Linked DNA regions of Sus scrofa: region 2 is linked to region 1. Evidence: chromatin contacts called from public HiChIP or PLAC-seq data. All regions are on one chromosome and are shown on one strand. Each heading gives the region's core, a stretch centred on a gene start, on an enhancer-like site or on the middle of the called end of the contact. The rest is flanking DNA. Distances are from core to core; before and after follow the strand shown. Region 1 holds the start of MAD1L1 (mitotic spindle assembly checkpoint protein MAD1). Region 2 holds the start of EIF3B (a long non-coding RNA gene).

Region 1 (6,700 bases), core at 2,750-5,249:
ACAGCAAACAGCATCACAGAATCGCGGACTGCAAGGGCCTTTTCTTCAGGTGGGCGAGAGCCCAACCGCTCCAGGAATGGCCTACAGTCCATCCAGCAGCACAACAGCTGCTGGGCACTTAACAGAAATGCAGAAGCTCAGGCTGTGCCACAGATAACCAATCAGACCCTTCCTTTGCAAAGAGGCACATTCACGAGAACATACAATGGAGAAAAGACAGCCTGTTCAATAAGAGGTGTTGGGAAAACTGGACAGCCACGTGGAGAAGAATGAAGTCAGAACACTCCTTGGCACCATACCTAAAACAGGCACATTCAAGTCCAAGAAGCACTGGACCATAGAACATCGTTCTCGTTTCAATCGGGGACACGTGGCAATGTCTGGAGACACTGCTGATTGCGGGGCCTCAGCAAGGCTCGGGTACCACACTCCCTTCCCTGGGTGGAGCTGGTGATCCCTGCGCCAACGGGCACGGACCCCACGACTCTCTGGAACCTCAAGTCCTTCAGGAGACCTGAGCCTCTACAGCTGTGTCTACAGTGAGCATCACCGAGAGCTTGGAATAAAGTGAAACAGGCCTAAAATCAGAGTGAAGCTGTCAAAATCACCCCCTGGTGGACTGAAGCCGAGACGTGCCAACGGCCTCCACAGGCTGAGACAGGACATGGCCCATCCCTCACTCGCTGCCCTGCCCTCCCTGCCAGGCTGACGGAGAGCCTTGCGCGTGTCACACCGTCAAGGGAGCCAGCAGCTGGCTGGACAGCTCCTAGGTCACGTCCGCATGCAGTCTGGGATTTTCTTCCTCAACTCAATGAATCGGCTGGCTTTCCAGTCCGACCTTTAGTGTCTGTAAGCGTGTTAATGTGAGTCCAGTGGTGAACACCAGACCCGCTCCGGGGGTGCTGTTATTTCAGGCTTCTGAGCCAGACAGCTCCTGAACCATGGCCATTAGCTAGCCTCCAAAACAATGAATAGCCATGCTGGAGACTGGGAGGTGGCCAGCTGGCCTCCAGGCTTCGAAACACCAACCCCCTCGACTATGAGGAACGTGAACCAGTCCTACGCGGGGCAGGGGCCTTGCCTAGAGGCCCCGAGCCGGACACGGACCACTCGGCTGAACCATCTGGAACGTGAACCAGTCCTACCCGGGGCAGGGGCCTTGCCTAGAGGCCCCGAGCGGACACGGACCACTCACCTGCATGCTCTGCTGGTACTGCATCTGCAGAGAACCTTGCGCAGGGGTGGACACGTCCAGTCCAGACCCTCCCTCCACTCGCTGAGAGATGAAGCTGTTCAAGGACCTCAGGGTGGAGAGGACGGTGGTGTTTTCGCCCAGGTCTTCCATGGCCACCTCCCTCTGGAGGAAAACAAGGGACGGGTCACGGGGAGCCTTTCCACGCACCATCGGCTCTGGCAGCTGCCCAGTCAGGGGCGCCTTCAGGGAGCCCCACACCCTGATGCGCTCTCAGAGCCCTTAACACATTCCAGGGTCCGTGAGCACCGTCTTCCAGGTTAAGGGGGAGTACATGCTGCCAATTTCTCAGAGAAGAACGGAGGCATAAAAAGACAACGTGCCAGCAAGCTGCTGACCGGCAGAGCGCTGACGAGCACACCAGCTGGAAAGACAGACGGCCCTCAGGACAGGGTGTCCAGCCGTCAGGGTGTCCAGCTGGGCACCTCCCAGATGAGCACTGACAGAAAGCCTAGCTTCTGGGAATGAGAAGCAAAGAACACAGGAGTCCCTGCTGTGGCTCAGACGTAACAAACCCGACTAGAATCCACGAGGACACAGGTTCAACCTCGGCCTCGCTCAGTGAATTAAGGATCCAGCACTGCCATGAGCAACAGTGTAGGTCACAGCTGCAGCTTGGATCCTGCGTTGCTGTGGCTGTGCTGTGGGCCGGAGCTGCAGCTCCGACGAGACCCCTCACCTGGGAACCTCCATATGCTGCGGGAGCGGCCCTGCAAAGACAAAAAATAAAAAGCACACGACAGTGGCAATCAGGAGGGCACCCCCGCAATGCTAATTACAGGTTAGCAATGACATTAATGGGTGTCTCGACCACCTTCAGCCACCCGACTAATGCCCACGAGGATGCAGGTTCAAGCCCCAGCCTTGATCAGGGCGGGGTTAAGGATCCAGAGTTGCCGTGTGCTGTGGTGTAGGTTAAAGAAGGGGCTCGGATCTGGCGTTGCTGTGGCTGTGGCGTAGGCTGGCAGCTGCGGCTCTGATTCGGCCTCCAGCCCGGGAACATCCATATGCCTCTGCCACAGGGGTGGCCCTAAAAAGAACAAATAAATGGTTACAGAACTGAGATTGGACCCTGGTCTGTCTGGCTCTAAGGCTGAGTGTACTCCCCAGGCCAGTGTATGAAGGTCTGAGGACAAGCAGCAGCAAAGAACCTGCGCCCCCAAATCTGTGCTTATTATGGCCTCACACCACGCTGTCTACCAGCCGGAAGGTGTGGCAGTGTCCCAGGCACAGCGAAGCACCAAGAGGTGTGAATTCCTACAGGTGCATCGTCTTCAGGAAAAGAGCCAGCTCTCACTGATTTCCCTTAAGTATGAGACGGAACGCACCTTCCCCCAGCTGGAGCCCCCTTCCCCCCGAAAAAGAAGACCTGGTTTGCTCCTGAATTTCCCGTTTAAGGAGAACCCTGGCCTTGTGCACCCAGAGCCTGTCTTCCGGAGGCCGTGGTTTCCACGCCCGGCACAACTCGGCTGTCCTCACCACTCTCCTTCAAACCACAAGTGGAAGATGGGTGGGACGAGAAACCAGCGAGGGGCGCTCACGGAGCTGCGCGCCTGGCGAGCGATGCAGGCCCGCGCAGCGAGGCACGGGGCTCTGCTCTGGAAGGCCAGTCCTCCATCTGCCAAGATTAGACCACTCTTCCCCTCCCGTGATGGTAAATCTGGCCAACACGCCCCCTTCTCACACCCGATGCCCGCAATACCCCAGCAGGAAGAGAACGTACCCGCTTTCACCTGCCCCGAACTCCGCTGCCCCACGAGGCGGCAGCTCAAATTCCACCCTCTTTATCCAAGCGACCCAAACCTTCCAGCGCCCTCACCACGGACTCGGAGCTCAGAGTCCCGGGCACCCTGCCTCTCTCCCGCCCTGCTGGCCCAAGGACAGACATTACAGGGCTCCCCACCGCCCAGCGGCCCTTCACACCGCCGCGGGCGCTCTCGCCGGCCGGCCGGCCAGTTCTCCACCTGCTGCCGGGCGCCTTCGCCAAACTTCCACCACCGACGAAACGCACGCGAGCGCGCCTCCCACGGGCCGCCGGCAGTGGGACCCTGGGCAGGGCGCTTGCCCCTTCCCACCGTTTCCCTGGCTGTCAAAGGCAGTAGCGGCAAGTCCCACGCCGCCCGGCGAGGACGCGCGGGAAGCGGGGAGAGCGCCGCCGGCCCCCGAGCCTCGGCGGGTGAGGGACCCGCTGCCGCGAGGCCGCCCCCTCGGCGCTCGAGACCCCGACCATTCCCAGCGGCCCTTCTCGGAGGAGGCGCGCTGGGGACGCCCGCCCGCCCAGCCTCGGAAGGACCCCAGCCTCGCCCCCGCCCGCCCCGCGCCGGCTCAGCCTGGCGCAGCGCGGCGCCCGCCGGGGCACCCCGGCCGCTCACCTCACCGCCTCAGCCCACCGGGCGCCGCCGCTGCTGCTGCTGCCGCCGCCGCTCAGATCTCCCTCTTCTACGCCCGCGCCCACGTATCGCGAGACGTGCGGCTGCGCTCTCGCGAGACCTGGGCGGGACCAGCCGTGAGCTCCGGATCTGCGCGCCTGCAGGTCACGGGGACTCCGCGTCCGTCCCCGGAGCTACCTACTCCCGGCAGAGGCCGCAAAGAGGGGACTCGGAACCAAAGCCGGCCCGCCCGCGGGACTCTCGTGGTGCCCCCACCTCCAGCGTGTCGGCTTCCACTTGGCGGCTGCCTTGCGCCGTATTGTGTGGAATAGCACCGTCCAACGGTGGCCTCTTAGAGCCAAACTTCCCTGCACTCCCTTTCCCCGGTTTTACCACTACGGTATTTGCTTGAGTTAATGCGTTTTAACTTTTCACAAGGCCCTCTGAAAAAAGGCCAAATGCTATTCTACTAAGCTGTCCTCACAAAAGGCTGCGCTTCTAAGCTGGAGCCGTCGGGGCGCGGGGACCTCGTCTGGGTCTCAGTTCTCCAGGGAGCAGTGGTCAGCCTGTCCCTCCTCGAATTACGGCCACCTGGGTCCAGCAGCGTGCCTCCCGCGCCAGCTAGGCGCCCGAGGGCCTGCACCGAATTCCCTTCTTCCAGAGAATAAAAGACACGTTAGTGTGGCCAGAACGAACTGGATGGGAAAGCGGAGAATGTGATAGTGAAGGCAGGACGGAGGGCTCTCCGGTCTTAACTGGCCGACTGCAAACGAAAACAAAACGAAAAATTTGAGTCTGGCCAGCAGCATCCTTCAGGGATCTGGACTCAGCCCTAGGACCCTGATGGAGATTCCTGGCTACCTCTCCCCTCCCCAAGCAGTCTTGGGATTTAATCATCGCTACAGTCAATAAACTCTTTTGGGGGGGGGCTTTTTTAGGGCCCCACCAGCAGCATATGGAAGTCCCCAGGCTACGAGTCGAATAGGAGCTACAGCAGCTGGCCTAGGCCACAGCCACGCCATTGCGGGATCTGAGCCGCATCTGTGACCTACACCACAGCTCAGGGCAACGCCGGATCCCCCACCCAGATTCGAACTCGAATCCTCAAGGGTACTAGTCGGATTCCTTTCCGCTGTACCACAGGACTCCCATCAATATACTCTTTTTAAAAAACTTTAATAAATAAATAAATAACTTTTATCACTCAATGAATTTTATTATAGTTGTACGATTATCACAACCCAATTTTATAGCATTTCCAGGAACTGGTTTTGAGGAAACCAATCAATTTAAAAAAAAACAAAAAACAAAAACTTAAAAACACAGACATTCATTCCTCTTACGGCCTATACGACCTTACAGAGTCGCATCACAACCCTGGACAGGGGCACGGAGGTAAGGGAACACACCATGTCGCTGCTTGCTTTGGCAACGACCTTTAAGTCTTTGGAGCCTGGAATATTACAGCAACATTTTCCAGTGAAAAAGCAAAGCACAGCCACCCCATGCATAATTCACACCAAATGTCTTCTCTGATTGTCCTGGGAACTCGTCACTGCTTCAAGAATGGATGTATTTCCAGATCATTCACCCGAGAGATGGGAAAAAATCCCCAGACTGAAGTTTCACATTTGTCCACATTACGCTGGGTAGCCAAAATACCACCTGGAAACTGCGGGCTGTTCTTGGAGGGAGGATGGAAGCCTGTTTCTCCGTAACACGCTCAGTCACAGCAGGAGAGGAGAACGTTATGTAAAGGTGTCTGTGTGTGTTTCTCTGCCTCCCACTGTTTCTGTCCTCCCCCCAGTAGGCCTTTTCATCTTTTTATCTTTGCCCCTCCCTTAGGAAAAAAGGTCCCCCATGTGTCCTTCCTGCTGCAGCCCAGATCAACCTCGGGTCTCCCCAGCCCCACGCCAGGGAAGAGCTCAGGCTGCATCTGCAGTGAGGAGGAACCAGGGACAGGAGAAGACACCCGGTCCTTCACAGAGCTCCCCTCCTCCCTCCCTGGTACCGTGTGGCCAAGAGGTACAGCTCTGATGACTCCTTCCTGCTGGCTGCGGGTTTTACAGTCCTGGTGTTCTGGAATGCCTCTGTCAGTCTCTTCTGCAACCGATGGCTCTGACTGCCAGCCCAGATTTTACAAAGGAACGCCCCCCCGGGGTGGAGGACGTCTGGGGCCATGTCCAGCAGGGACAGGCACAGGCTGATGAGCCTATCATGGTCCAGGCCCCGGATCCCAGTGGCATTGGGTGCCATGTCACTCAGAATCACATCCGCTTTCCCACCGGGGAGCAGGTCCCGGATTCTCTGGAAGGTTCTTGGGTCGGTCACATCGGCAGGGCACAGAAAAGTGGCTCCTTCCAGGGGGAGGATGTGAAGAAGATCGACCCCGAGCACAAAGCCAACAGGAGCCGTGGCGTCTGAGGAAGAAACGGTGAGTGCACTGACTTACGCCGCCATCTCCCCGCAACAAAACAGCAGAACAGAGACGAAGGCAGGACCGAGGAAGAGCCAAACACGCAGCCCGGGGCCTCTCCCGCTCTCCACACGTCCTGCGACCACCCGTGGGGGCGGGGTCCTTCCCGCTACCTCTGAGGGGGCCGAAGCCCAGAGAGGAAGAGCCACCTCCCAGGCCTGACTCCACCTCCGACTGCATTTCACGCCCTGAGGATTCTTCTCTCTGGGTGGTCCTTTGGATTAACTAAAACCTAATGACACGCTTGAATAGAAGATGCCCCTGGACCGTATCAACAAATCCATCCTGCAGCTTCTCCAACTTCCTTCAATGTAGGAACTATTCAAAACAAGCCAAGAGATGTGGACATGGACAGACGCAAAATAAGGTAAGAAAACTGGGGAGTTCCCATCCTGGCGCAGCAGAAACGAATCTAACTGTATCCGTGAGGACGCAGGTTCGATCCCTGGCCTCGCTCAGTGGGTTAAGGATCCGGCGTTGCCATGAGCTGGGGGGTAGGACACAGACCCGGCTCGGATCTGGTATTGCTGTGGCTGTGCCTGTGGTGTAGGCCCACAGCTCCAGCTCCAATTCGATCCGTAGCCTGGGAACCTCCATATGCCG
Region 2 (6,700 bases), core at 2,755-5,254, 86 kb after region 1:
TGTTTTTTAGGGCCGAGCCTGAGGCATATGGAAGTTTCCAGGTCTACAGCGACCGGCCTACACCACAGACACTAGCGTCCTCGTGGACGCTAGTCGGGTTCGTTTCCACTGAGTCACGATGGGATCTCTGACTTCCAGTCCTGAAGTGTCAGTGTGGCTGCAACTGGAGACGAGTTAGGAGACGACCGACAGCCAGGACTTGGAATACGTATTCTGCGTGCCTGTTTCTTGTTACTTTATCAGAAAGTGCCAGCTTTCGAAAGCGACAGCATGCCTGCGCCATTTCACCTTCCAACCAGCAAGGGACGAGGGGTCCAAATGCTTCACACCTTCGCCAACGCACGACAGCGTCAGTTTCTCCATTTAGATGGAATCTCCTCGTGGTTTTTTGTTTTTTTGTTTGTTTGTTTGTTTGTTTTGTCTTTTTTGTCTTTTTTTGTTGTTGTTGTTGCTATTTCTTTGGCCGCTCCCGTGGCATATGGAGGTTCCCAGGCTAGGGGTTGAATCGGAGCTGTAGCCACCGGCCTACACCAGAGCCGCAGCAACGCGGGATCCGAGCCGCGTCTGCAACCTACACCACAGCTCACGGCAACGCCGGATCGTCAACCCACTGAGCAAGGGCAGGGACCGAACCCACAACCTCATGGTTCCTAGTTGAATTCGTTAACCACTGCGCCACGACGGGAACTCCTCTTCATGGTTTTAACGCGATTTTCCCCGATGACTAATGATGGCTCGCAGCTGTGCAGACAGATGCTCGCTGGAGACTTAGCTTCTTTTGTGAAGAGATGCTCAAGCCCTTTTTATTTATTGGTACATTTTTTTCTTTTTAGGGCTGCACCTGCGGCCTATGGAGAGTCACAGGCTAGGGGTCGAATCGGAGCCACAGCTGCCGGCCTACACCACAGCCACGGCAACGCCAGGTCCTTAACCCACTGAGCGAGGCTAGGGATTGAACCCGAGTCTTCGTGGATACCAGTCGGGTTCTTTAACTCCTGAGCCACAACGGGAACTCCTCCTTTCTTATATTTATCAGGTCTGGTATTAGGGGAATGCTGGCCCACAGAATGCGTGAGGAAGTGTTCCCCCTGCTTCTGTTTTCTGGAAGAGACTACAGGGAACTGGCATCATTTCTTTCTTCCGTGTTCAGGAGAATTCACCAGCGAAACCATCTGTGTGGCCGGTGCTTTCTCTTTCGGACGATGACCAACTTTAGTGATTCAGACACTTTCATCAATACAGGCCTGTTTACATGACCTACTTGACCTTGCGTCAGTTTTGTTAGTGGTTTTGAACAAATGACCCAAGTTATCAAATTTGTAGGCATGGGGTTGTTCATCATATTCCTTCACTATCCTTTGAACGTGTGTAGGACCCGTGCTGATCACCCCATTTCATTTCTTTCTTTTTTGTGTGTGTTCTTCTAGGGCCGCACCCTCCAGCCGCACCCGTGACCTACACCACAGCTCACAGCAACACCAGATCCTGAACGCACTGAGCAAGGCCAGGGATCGAACCCACAACCTCATGGCTCCTAGCTGGATTCCTTTCTGCTGCGCCACGACAGGAACTCCCTCACTGACACTTATGGAGCAGTTCACCACAGCCGCTCAAGGGCCATGCCCACGGGAGTCCACGTGCTGGGCCACGAGAGAGCCAGGTGGAAGCGTACTCTTAGGACCTGTACGTGGAAGTCACAGAGCATCACTTCTGCCACGTCCTGTGCATTTGAAATCCGTGATTAATGGCGTTCCCATGGTGGCTCAGCAGTAAGAAGCTGACGGGCATCCGTGAGGATGTGGGTTCAATCCCTGGCCTCGCTCAGTGGGTTAAGGATCTGGTGCTGCCGTGAGCTGGGGTGTAGGTCGCAGACGCCGCTCAGATCCCACATTGCTGTGGCTGTGGTGCAGGCCAGCAGCCGCAGCTCCACTTCGACCCCTGGCCTGGGAATCTTCATATGCCTCAGGGGAGGCCCTAAAAAGCCGGACAAAAAAGAGAAAGAAGTGACCAGAGGCACCCATATTGAGGGGAGCAAGGTTTGGCTTCTGCTTTAGAAGGCGTGTCAAAGGATTTACGAACCTAACTTAAATGCGCTTTTACCCTGACTTCTGTGATGCTTCGGTCCTGGAAGTTTTCCCCACCACACTGTGATTCTAAGACGGCAAGAGTCATACATTCTTTCCTCACCACTGTGTTCCCAAAACAGAGCCCCTCCCACGCAGCCCCGACACCCTGAACATCAATCGCAGCCCCCCTCAGGCTTTGCAGGGACCGCTGAGGGTCTCCGTGCTCTCCCTGGAACACTTAGAGATGTATTTTGAAAAAACATATGCTTCTGCATCGTGAGCACATCCATAATTTTACCCACAGGATAGGATATGACAAGTCCCTTCACTGGGAAGCAGTAATGAGTGGCTACTGTTTGCAACACCTGCGCCCCTGCAGGCAGAAGTCTTCCCTAAGAAACCTGTAGCTGCCCAGCTACCGTCAGCTGCTTTCACACTTGTCTGTATTTTTTTCTTATTCACTCATTGCCACCAATAGCACATTCTAGAACAACAGGGCAGGCAGTGCCCAAATCATCTATGAAAACAGCAGATAAACCTAGAAATTAGGAGGATAATGAGGACGGCCAGGAGAAATTACCTTGTCTTTGTGAAGCGGGTTTACAGGCTACCTCTCACTTTACAGGTGGGGAAGCCAAGGCCCAGAGGCCAAGCAGTGCCCAAAGTTACAAGGCTGAAAGAAGAGGAGGATTCAGAACCTGTGCTCGGCACCCAAAACCCCGGTTCTTTTCTCTTTTTTCTTCTTTAAGGGCTGCACCGGCAGCACATGGAGGTTCCCAGGCCAGGGGTCCAATCGGAGCTACAGATGCCAGCCTTCACCACAGCCACAGCAAGGCCAGATCCGAGCCGGGTCTACGACCTACACCACAGCTTATGGCAACGCCGCATCGTTAACCCCTGAGTGAGGCCAGGGATCGAACCTGCGTCCTCATGGATACCAGTCGGGTTCGTTTCGCGGCGCCACAACCGGAACACCTCTTTTTTTTTCCCTTTCAACTGTGGTAAAACATACACAACATTCCATTAACCATTTTGGCCACTTTTCAGTGTAGAGTTCGGGGCAGTAAGTACATTCACAGTGTCGTGCATGCGCCACCACCATCCACCTTCTCGAAATCAAACTTGGTCCCCGTGAAATTCCAACTCCCCATTCCCCATCGCAGCAGCCATCGTCTTCTTTCATAAAATGATTAATGGGCGGTGGCCCTCACCCCCGGCAACAAGCAAAACACAAGATGCGAATTGAGATTACCTTCCAGACGAAGCAAACCTAACCCAGAGGCGCCGCACACCCGCACCTCCGGAGACCCGGCCTGCGGCCGCGCGGGCCACACCGGCCACGCCCTCTTGCCCGCCCACAAAGCCGGCCCCGCCCACTAGCCGCCCCGATCCAGGCCCCGCCCCGAGTCCGGCTCCGCCCCGCCCCACGCTCCAGCGGCTGACCCCGCCCCGCTCCCGAGACCCGCGCTCTTTAGCGCGTCTGGGGGCGGAGCCCCGAGCGGGCCGAACCACCGTGATCCCCAGAATGGGGGTCGACGGAGTTACAGCCACCGCGGTGGGCTTGGGAGTGATTTAAACATCTCTCACTCATTTTTTTGGTATTGCGCCAGGCAGTCGTCCCTCTAGTAGCTTTGGCCATCTATGGCTCGCTAAGAATTCCTGTTATATTTTGGAATCGTCCGTTCTTTTCCCCGTCAGTAGACGAGTCTAAAAACCGACGTGGGGGGGACTTAGTAATTGAAATAGTTGGTGAAAGGCTAAGATATCCCAAACAAAATATCCTGCAAATTTTTAAGTTTTATTTAATATTAATTTTAACGTCAATTGTTATTTCATGCACATCTGCGTGCTGGAATGATTTCTGGTACCTCCCTGCGGCGTCACAAATAGTTTAGTCCTTCACCGTAAGGCCCGACGGGAGGAGGAAGGGAGTGGTTGCCATGTTGGACGGGACCATCTGCTACTTTACATGGGGTAGTTTCGTTCCCAAACAGTTTGTGGACTGAACAGAGCAGGGGCGGTGATTGGAGCTGAGCACGCACTTATCACGGGAGCGCTATCGTAATCCCTAGTGGACACATTTATACCCGGTGAGCTCCTCTAGACGCGCGGGGCGGCATCGGGGCGTGGGCGCTCCCCCCATCCCTGCGAGTGCCCCACCGCTCGCACATGGCCCGGCGGTAGGCGCGCGGTGCGGCCTGGGAGAGTCGGAAGCGCGGCGAGCCCGGGCGAGGCGGCACCGGAGGGCCATGCAGGACGCGGAGAACGTGGCGGCGCCCGAGGCGTCCGAGCAGCGGGCCGAGCCCGGACAGCAAGAGCCGACCGCAGAGGCGCCTCCGAGGGAGGAGCCAGCGCGACCAGCCGCACTGGAGGGTGCGGGCGGCGAGGACCCGGAGGCCGGGCCGGGGCCTGATGTGCCGGCCGAGCCTTTGGCCGACGGGGAGCAAAAGACGGACGCGACCCCCGGCGCCTCCCCGCCGCCTTCCGAGGAGCCCCCAACCCTGGCCGCAGGCGAGACGGGGCAGGCGCGGGACGCGGCGGCCGAGGCCGGCTCCGAGGGGGCGGGTGGGGAGCCCGGCGGCGCGGCGGAGGACGGTGGCGCGGACGAGCCCTCCTTCAGCGACCCCGAGGACTTCGTGGACGACGTGAGCGAGGAAGGTGAGGCGGCGGGGCGGGTCTGCGCCCAGATTCCCGATCCCCGATGCTCGGGAGCGGTGCCTGTCCTGCGCCTGTCGCCCAGAGCGCCTGGATCTCCGTTTTTTCTCAAAAGCAGAGGGGTGCAGGGTGGAGACAACTCCGCGAACCAGCCTCTGATGCTACAGCCAGGAGTTTGGAGGGTAATGAGAGCACACGGCGTGTACGCAGGAGCCGTGGCCCTGTGTGCACCTGTGTGGTTTTAGGGTCCAGCCGAGCAGGACACTCCACGTGCCGTAGGTTCTCGGTTGACAGCTCTCTGTCTGCGGTCCGGGTGCCCCGAGTGGCCAGCCAGACCTATCAAAGGCCTGAAATTGACCCAGTGCCGACACTTGAGGGGTGGGTGGACGCTGTCCCTCGGGAGTGGGAGGAACAGGGCGGCAAAGTTGGTCTCCTCTGCTCCTACTGTGCCACCGGAGCCTCTGCCCGCAGAGAGCTGCTCAGTAGGACGGTGTCAGCCTGACTGCTGGATTCCCAAGCCTGTAGGCCTAGCACCAGTCACCCTTCTTTCGGCAAATACTTTTTTCTCAGGTTGTAGTCCTGATCACAGCTTTCTTTGACTTGTTTTCTGCCCTGGCTCGACTTACAGCCATTATTTCTGCTCTCTGCCTGTGAGAGCCGGTCTCCAAAAGCTGTGATGTTGGCTGATCTCATTTGTTTTTGTTTATGTTTGTTTCCAGCCATTTAACTCTCCTGGTGGGACACTGCAGTGGGTTCCTCCAGTGAAGTGAGAAAATGTATAAAACACCATTGAGGTCGCCAGTGTAAATGAGAAAGCTAAGACATTACCATGTAAAGATTGATTTTTTTGAGATGTGTGTGATCAAGCTGGTATTGAGTCAGAAGCATAAAGAATAGCACCTAAGGTGAAAAAGTTTAGAGAACCAACAGAGTTATTGGACTCTGAAACATGATTTTGTATATTTTTAACATTTTTATCAAACGCTTTTATTTTTCCCCCAATTTTATTAAGATATATTTGATGTACACCTCTGCGTACATTTGAAGTATACAGGATCATGATTTGACTTATTTGAGGCATAATTTTAAAAGGCTATCTGTTGTTGTCACTGTTTTTTTAATTTGTTTTGGGTTTTTTTTTGCTTTTTAGGGGCGCACCCGTGGTATACGGACGTACCCAGGCTAGGGGTACAACTGGAGATGCAGCTGCCAGCCACTGCCGCAGCCCAGCGACACAGGATACAAGCCCTGTCTGTGACCGCCACCACTGCTCACAGCAGTGCCAGATCATTAACCCACTGAGCAAGTCCAGGGGTTGAACTCAAGAGTCCTCATGGGTACCAGTCAGGTTCATTACTGCTGAGCCACAGCAGGAACTCCTTTCGTTGTTGTGGTTTTTTTGTTGTTGTTGTTTATTTGCTTGCTTGTTTTTTAGGGCCACACCCTCGGCTTATGGAGGTTCCCAGGCTAGAGGTCCCATCGGAGGTAGCCGCCAGCTATGCCACAGCCACAGCAATGCAGCATCCGAGCCGGTCTGCAGCCTACACCACAGCTCACGGCAAGGCCGGATCCTTAGCCCACTGAATGAGGCCTTGGATGGAACTTACAGCCTCATGGTTCCTGGTCTGACCCGTTTCTGCTGCGCCACGATGGGAACTCCCGTCTTTTATTTTATGAGACATTTCAGCCTGAAAAGCAGGAAGGGATCCACAGGTAGTGAGGACTTGGGAGCTGCCGACGCCGTTGAAGCCCGTAACCCATAAGACACTGTTGTCCTTGTTGCTGAGAATTCACAGGGCGGGGTCGCTGGGCACCCCCCCAACCCCCGCAGCGAGACAAATGGTTTTTTTACCACACCAAGTTTTCCTATATTTAAAGTTTTAAGTTTTGATTTTTTTTTTCTTTTTTTCTTTTTAGGGCCCTACTCATGGCATATGGAGGGTCCCAGGCTCGGGGGCGAATTGGAGCTGTAGCCTCCA

The links. HiChIP or PLAC-seq counts read pairs in DNA pulled down with a chosen protein or histone mark.
Region 2: an H3K27ac HiChIP or PLAC-seq map of alveolar macrophages shows a contact between it and region 1. The contact joins the promoter of EIF3B here to the promoter of MAD1L1 in region 1. A contact is called at or near these places in 1 of 5 promoter capture datasets (liver), 10 of 47 Hi-C or Micro-C datasets (blood, brain, embryonic fibroblasts and 3 more) and 2 of 2 datasets of contacts at active chromatin or transcription factors (alveolar macrophages and skeletal muscle).

The regions. Positions count from the first base shown.
Region 1 is chr3:1,555,347-1,562,046 of Sscrofa11.1, forward strand. MAD1L1 (mitotic spindle assembly checkpoint protein MAD1) reads right to left here and starts at 4,000. Exons shown (of 18, transcript XM_021085975.1): 1 at 3,625-4,000; 2 at 1,196-1,357. The coding sequence starts at 1,345. MRM2 (FtsJ RNA methyltransferase homolog 2 (E. coli)) reads right to left here. Exons shown (of 3, transcript NM_001184754.1): 3 at 4,817-6,041. The coding sequence ends at 5,602.
Region 2 is chr3:1,641,458-1,648,157 of Sscrofa11.1, forward strand. It overlaps EIF3B (a long non-coding RNA gene), which reads left to right and starts at 4,005. Exons shown (of 19, transcript XR_002342196.1): 1 at 4,005-4,724.